Linked DNA regions of Astyanax mexicanus: region 1 is linked to region 2. A link is a contact called in public Hi-C data. All regions are on one chromosome and are shown on one strand. Each heading gives the region's core, a stretch centred on a gene start, on an enhancer-like site or on the middle of the called end of the contact. The rest is flanking DNA. Distances are from core to core; before and after follow the strand shown. Region 1 has its middle 21 kb from the start of mfsd2ab. Region 2 holds the start of yars1 (tyrosyl-tRNA synthetase 1).

What was found. Hi-C and Micro-C count contacts between places; a contact is called where the count stands out from the background.
Region 1: a contact with region 2 is called in a Hi-C map of blood, with 8 times the contacts expected there. The contact joins the enhancer-like site here to the promoter of yars1 in region 2. A contact is called at or near these places in 2 of 3 Hi-C or Micro-C datasets (blood and muscle).

What each region holds. Positions count from the first base shown.
Region 1 is chr3:44,959,624-44,963,007 of AstMex3_surface, reverse strand. No RefSeq gene overlaps it. Among protein-coding and RNA genes, the nearest start is that of mfsd2ab, 21 kb to the right of the region's middle. Within about 2 kb of position 1,912, the one cell type or tissue checked has an H3K27ac peak away from gene starts, as active enhancers do.
Region 2 is chr3:44,919,822-44,923,211 of AstMex3_surface, reverse strand. It overlaps yars1 (tyrosyl-tRNA synthetase 1), which reads left to right and starts at 1,986. Exons shown (of 14, transcript XM_007249282.4): 1 at 1,986-2,035.

The sequences.
Region 1 (3,384 bases), core at 663-3,162, 40 kb before region 2:
AGAATTAATCCGAACAGATCCAGAGTTACTCCAAATTTGTTGAAAGTACTTTATCATTATATGACCAAATCTCTAAGCTACAGAAAGATAAACAGAAGCCATAAGTCTATCACAGTTAGCGATAGCCTGCTGTGTGTTCTTTACCTGCAGACCTCTGATAACCTCACTCTGCTTTTAAAACTGAGGTAAAAAGTCATAATGAGGACACAACAGATACAAAGTCCTGCTCTGAGTTTATACTGCTGTACACTCATCAACACTGATGTCACTGCAAAAAACATTTATGTCTGTTATCAGCTATTATCTGAAAGGAGTTTATGATCACAGTTATTTATGGCCAGTACATAAAAACATTACATTCAATTAGGCTATCAGTTGTCTTGTTGGAGGTATGAGGCCATCAACTATGAAGACCTCACATTACAATTCTGTTATGGTATATGCTGTGCAGACGCTTTAGACACAAAAGCCCAGTATTTTAAGTCATTTATCTCTGCAAAAATAACATTTTGGCTTGCAGAAGTTCCAGATCACATTAAATGCAAGATGCAAGAGAATAAAAAAAAAAACTTTTCTTGTGTTGAAGAAAACATTTGAGATCAGGTTTTTGGTTTGAGAGCAAAACTTGGTTCCAGATTTCTTCCCCAGAGAGCACATGGATGAGTTCAACTGAAAGCTCGCATTATTTAATATAATTATACACTGATGAAAATTGATACCATATCAGACAATGTTAGTACAATATGAAAAGTGTTATTGTAGAAAGGATGAAGCCAATATATTTTATGTTTTATCTGATCAGCTTCATTTCATTTATTAATATATACAGCTCTGGAAAAAAATAAGAGATCACTTTAGTTTCTGAATCAGTTTTTATGATTTTGCTATTTCATAGTTATATGTTTGAGTAAAATAAACATTGTTGTTTTATTCTATAATCTACAGACAACATTTTTCCCAAATCCCAAATAAAAATATTGTAATTTAGAGCATTTATTTGTAGAAAATAAGAAATGGCTGAAGTAACAAAAAGATGCAGAGCTTTCAGACTTTAAATAATGCAAAGAAAACAAGTTCATATTTAGAAAGTTTTAATAGTTTAGAAATCAATATTTGGTGGAATAACCCTGATTTTTAATCACAGTTTGGCTTGGCATGTTCTCCTCCACCAGTCTTACACACTGCTTTTGGATAACTTCATGCCACTCCTGGTGCAAACATTCAAGCAGTTCAGTTTGGTTTGATGGCTTGTGATCATCCATCTTCCTCTTGATTACATTTCAGAGGTTTTCAATTTGGTAAAAAAAAAAAAACTCATCATTTTTAAGTGGCCTCTTTTTTTTTCCAGAGCTGTATATTGGCTTAATTCTGTCTGTAATGGAATAAAAGGAAAAGTAAGGAAAACTATGTTTTTTTTTTATTATCATTTTAATTTGTCATACAGTCATAACTTTTTTGGTACTAGATTTCAATGAGGAGAGCTATGAAGATGTTTTAATGAACATAGTTATTATAAAACCACATTTTTTAGCATTCATTTTATATATACTTATTATAACATTACTTCCAGATAAGGAGCATTTTGACACTTTTAAAGATTGTCTAAAAGTGTACAGTATTGTATATTCTATATAATATAAAATAACCTCAAGAAGTACATTTACTGTGTATGGGTGTGTGCGTGAGTGTATATGTGTGGATGGACGGGTGTGAACCATGTTATTTAAACCATCATAATGGTGTATAATCTCAGTAGCCTAACACGCCTATTAGTCTGACCCAGCCCAGTTCTTCTTTCATCACAGGTTGTACAGGTGAAGGTATGAAGTGCAGGCCATGCTTGCTGATGAAAATAACGACAGAGGCACATGCATGCCTGTGTATGGCGACGGCCCCTCTTTACGTACTTCAGGCAGGGGTCAGGACGGAAAGTTCATGACGAAGGCGGTGAGCCGCTGGGAATCTTTATGGCATGTCTGAACACTGAGGAGTTAAAATAGACAGGAAGCCGTCAGTCAATGCTGACTTCTGCCCCCAAGATCAGATACCCTCACGGTACGGCTGTGTGTCACACCACTGTGACAAAGCAATGAATGGCTTTAATCATGTGACTTTTTAGTTTATGTTTTTCCCCCTGTACAGTCATGTGTGACACACTGCAGGGCTCTCGAATGCAACTGTCTAATTGCATCATATTACTGATATTACACACACTGTTAAAAATAAATGAGCCAAGAACGGTTCTTTGGAGTGATACTATGGAAGAACCACTCCACCCAACCTCTCCCTCAATCACTTTAGATGTCTCAATACTTTTGTATACATTTGATCTGGTCCTTTATTGTTTCTTTCCAAATCAAGTGTATTAAAAAGAGAGTTTGTTTGAGATACTAATTTTGTTGGAGAATATATCTTTACTGTACATGAAAAGTTTCTATTAGATTTTGAAGCATTGCTTTGATGATTTAAAAAAAAATCAATATATATTTATTTTTTTCATTTTTTTAACAATCAAGATTACATGTGACAGATACTTCACAATAAACACAACTAACACAACTAACCCACTCACAACAATATTCCCACACAGTGCCATTAATAAAGTCCACTGAAGAAAAAAGGATGAGTAAACAAACAAACAATTAAGATGTAGAGAAATCCACAGAGCAGAGCTAGCATACTAGTAAATAAAATTACAAATCCACAAACACACCCGGTAATAGTAACTACCTAAGTAATTTTAGGTATGAGTTACTAATATTGTCCTAGATGTTAGGTATGTTATAAAATTTCCCTATATTCATTAAACAGCTTAGATTTTTTTCTTGATATTGAACAGGGTTCTTTCTGGAGGGATATAAGAAGACAGCTTATTCAACCACAACAAGAGATTAGGAGGTTGCTTTGAGGACTGGATTGAATTTAGCAGCAGCAGCAGCAGCAAGTTGTTGGATGATCAGCACCACACCTCATCAACAACTCCCCAACTCATCCCAAAAGCTCAGTTCTGAAGGGGCTTTATACTCCTCTATCTAGCCCCTACCCAGTGGCGGACTTAGCAATTTGGGGGCTCAAGGCGAATTTAGCTAGGGGGCCCATCAACATTAATATGCAAGAAATAGGGTTGTGCCGACGGATGATATCATCGTCCATCCTCATTTATGACCCAACATTGCGATGCATGGTAACCATCGGGATGCCACGCCCACTGTTTTGTTTTTCCAGAAACATGCACTGACCTTCTTTAGGTCTCCTTCACCTAAAACTTTAGCAGGGACTGTACGGAAAAAGATCAAATCAGGTATATGACTTCAATGAATTAGAGTCAGGGATGAAAAAATACCCTACTGCTAAATATGCCTAATTGGCATATTATTCTATTAT
Region 2 (3,390 bases), core at 737-3,236:
TATTTGAACATGCAGTGAACTTGCTTTGGCTTTTTAAATGTCGCATGAGTTTTGTAACCATCTTCGGCTTAAAAGCCTTGTTAAAAATTAAGCAAAGCTGCCTGAGTTTTACCAGTACATGTTTTGAATAGTTAAATATATGTGTTATTAGATTCAGAGTTGAAAAATAGATAATAATAAAAAAAAAGTTTAATTTAGAAGAGTTACAACAAGCAAATGGCACCCGGTGGAATGGCCCTTATAATGAAGGCAACTGCAACACTGACCAAATAATCAGAATCTGACTGAACCAGAGGTTTTTTAAAAGTAACGATATATGTTCTCTATTATACATTTAATTGTAAAATAATTATCCACACGTTTAAAATAAATTGTACATTATGTCCAAATGATTTTACACACTGTACCTTATGTAACCAATAGCCCCCCTCACAATACTCATACTTGCATTAGTGCGCCATCTAGTGTCTCTAAAGTGGATGAACAGAGATTTTCCTAACGTTTCCAAGTCTCTGTTATCTCTGGATAGGTCTTAATGAGGGTCTATTAATTGAACTCATCTTTGCATTGCATGTAGCAGCCATGAACAGCGTCTGAATGCAAATAAATGCAAACACATAGCAATCTTCAGCCATTTGCCTTAAATTGTCATAAAATAAGGAAGGAACTGGAGAGGCCATCATTAAAAATGCTTATCAATTAATTGTACCATTACATTTGAGTCTGTGAAAATGAAGGAACAAGTTTTTCAGGAAACACAAAAAACATTTGACAGTTGTTATGGCTATTTAAAGATTAGTAATGGTTTAAGAGAATAGTTTATCATACAATCATGCAGTAAAACCAAGCAGGGACAGTCCTTCTTAAACATTTGTTTAATACTGATTGAAAAGAGAGAAAACACTTTAACAGCAACAAATTGTAGAGCATTTTTAGCTAGCTTTATAGTTTTTTTTCTTATAGACTATTTTGCAGACTAAAATGCAATCTAAAAAACCTAATAAACTCAATAATATGACTGAATAACTATGCAATATGTGTAGCCTATATCCTTTATTATTAAGAAATAACTTTATATTATAGTAAAAATAGCATCACTTTCCCTTTAGGGACTGATTAATTAAAGTCAGTTCAGTAAAGGTAGCTCAATTTTTGAAAGCTATTAAAATGACCAGATTCACATTTTATTTTGTCTTAGTTATAATAAATTAGCTTAAGTCACATTCTTAATATTCTTAATATAGGCCATTATACTAAAGGGGTAGAAATTAATTGATCAGCTGAGGGTGCAGGAGACTTTACCACAGGTGTCCATGCAGCATCACAAGGAGATAATTTATCAAAAAAAAAAAAAAAATACAAACAAAAAATGGCAGTTAGATTACAATTTTATTTGAAAGATGACGATACTAATCTGTGTAAATAATCAGTAATATGTGAAATGTAAAATAATTCTTTACCAGTATAGAAGGTAAAATAAGTTGTACATCATGTGCAAATTGTAATATTAATGTATGAAATAATATAATAATAATAATTAATTTATACATTATTATATATATATTATAAGACTGTGGTTCATATAATTTATTAAATATATAATATAATATAAGTAACTTAAAATATTAATTTTTCCGACGTCTCTTTACAATACTTATGGTTTACGCACGTGCTCCATCTAGTGCCTGGATAACAGAAACTCACAGAGAGATCTTTTATCGATTATTAATCCTGAGGATCAGACTCGACAATAGATTACACAGCGCTGATGCAACGCTCAGATTTCAAATCCCGTTTCTAATAGTATTAAACATAAATAAAATATTTATCCTCTATATATATGATTATTACTATTAAACTTAGATTTTGTGGTCTGTCCTTTTATTCAATATCGTGAAGCTATTTGCGGACATTTAATAAAAAAATAAATAGTTATTACATTTTTTGGGAAGAGTAAAGACTTTTATTTTGAAAGAGATGAGGTAACCGGCAGCAAACTACACGTTTTCTGAGTCTGCAGAGACACGGCGCTCCGGTACGGGTTTCAGCTCTGTCTGATGATTTACCTTCATTTTATTACGCATTAAAGGCTTTATAGGGTTTACCAGCTCTCTCACCAGCTATTATACACTCATAATTAAACAACGGACATGTATGCTTTACCGGAAAGTGAATAATCGAGCGTTTATTGAGGATAGATTAAATATGAATATGATTTAGCATATGTTTCGAGGAAGTCTAGTCGTTAGCTAGACTAGATAACTAGCTTACTGACTATCGGCTGCTTTAAATTAGCTCTGGTTTAAATAACGTATAAATCCAGGTTGTAGACACTGTGGGGCAGTTTCTCAAACAGGGACTAATCCTAGTTTAGACCACACAGTATTCTGAATGGAGGTTTCCTATTGAAAGGATAATATATATATATATATATATCTTGGACTAGTTTAACTTGGTTTTAAAACAGTGATTTAAAGGTATTAAGTTATATGTTGTACGTTATTTTTTGTACTGGCGTGCTGCAGGTCATACAGCTAGTTATTAAAGACATATTACCTATAGTTCACAATAGAGCTAGGAGATTAATCAAAGGAATTTGGTTTAGGGGTGGGCGATATGGCCCTAAAAATTATCACGATATTCCATGGTATTTTCACGATAATGATATTCTTGGAGATATGACAAAACACTGAATTAAAAAAAAAATCAATAATACACTACTGCAATAAAATGAAGCTTATGGCACACCCTTAACTGATATATAAAAAAATACAATAAGTGTATCATATTTGAAACAGAAGTCAATGATCCAGAATGTTTTGATAATAATAATGCACTCCATATATCTCCACATATCCAGGACTAAAGTAAAATAAATAAAAAATGATACTGGACAGATATAATCTTTCTCTAGTAGATATATAATAGGAAATTAGAACAGTCTAAATGTTTCTTTTGCTAAAACAGCAAACATAAGTAGTACCCTGATGTGATTATTAAGGGTGGGTGATATAATATTTCAGGGTATAATTTCAGGGCTTAATATGTAATGTACCTGTTAGTCCAGTTAGTGTGGTTTTGTCCCTGATTTAAACCTTATTGAGCTATATTGCGGTTGATGGTAAATGTGTGGTTGTCTGTTTATATGAATAGATGTGGAGATTTGCCGTTAGTGAACTGCTGCATGCTGTGTGACTGCTGACACAGGAGTTTACAGTCTCTATATAACTTTACTGGCCATTGAATGGGACACTCTGGAGTAGCTGCTCTTCAGCCTGTTGGCTAGCTTGCTACTATTACTGCAGAAAAGGAAATGAAAGAAACATCAAGCTCCATATCAGTATCCTTAATTTCAGAAGAAACTTTGACTGGGTTCAAAGAAGAAACTAG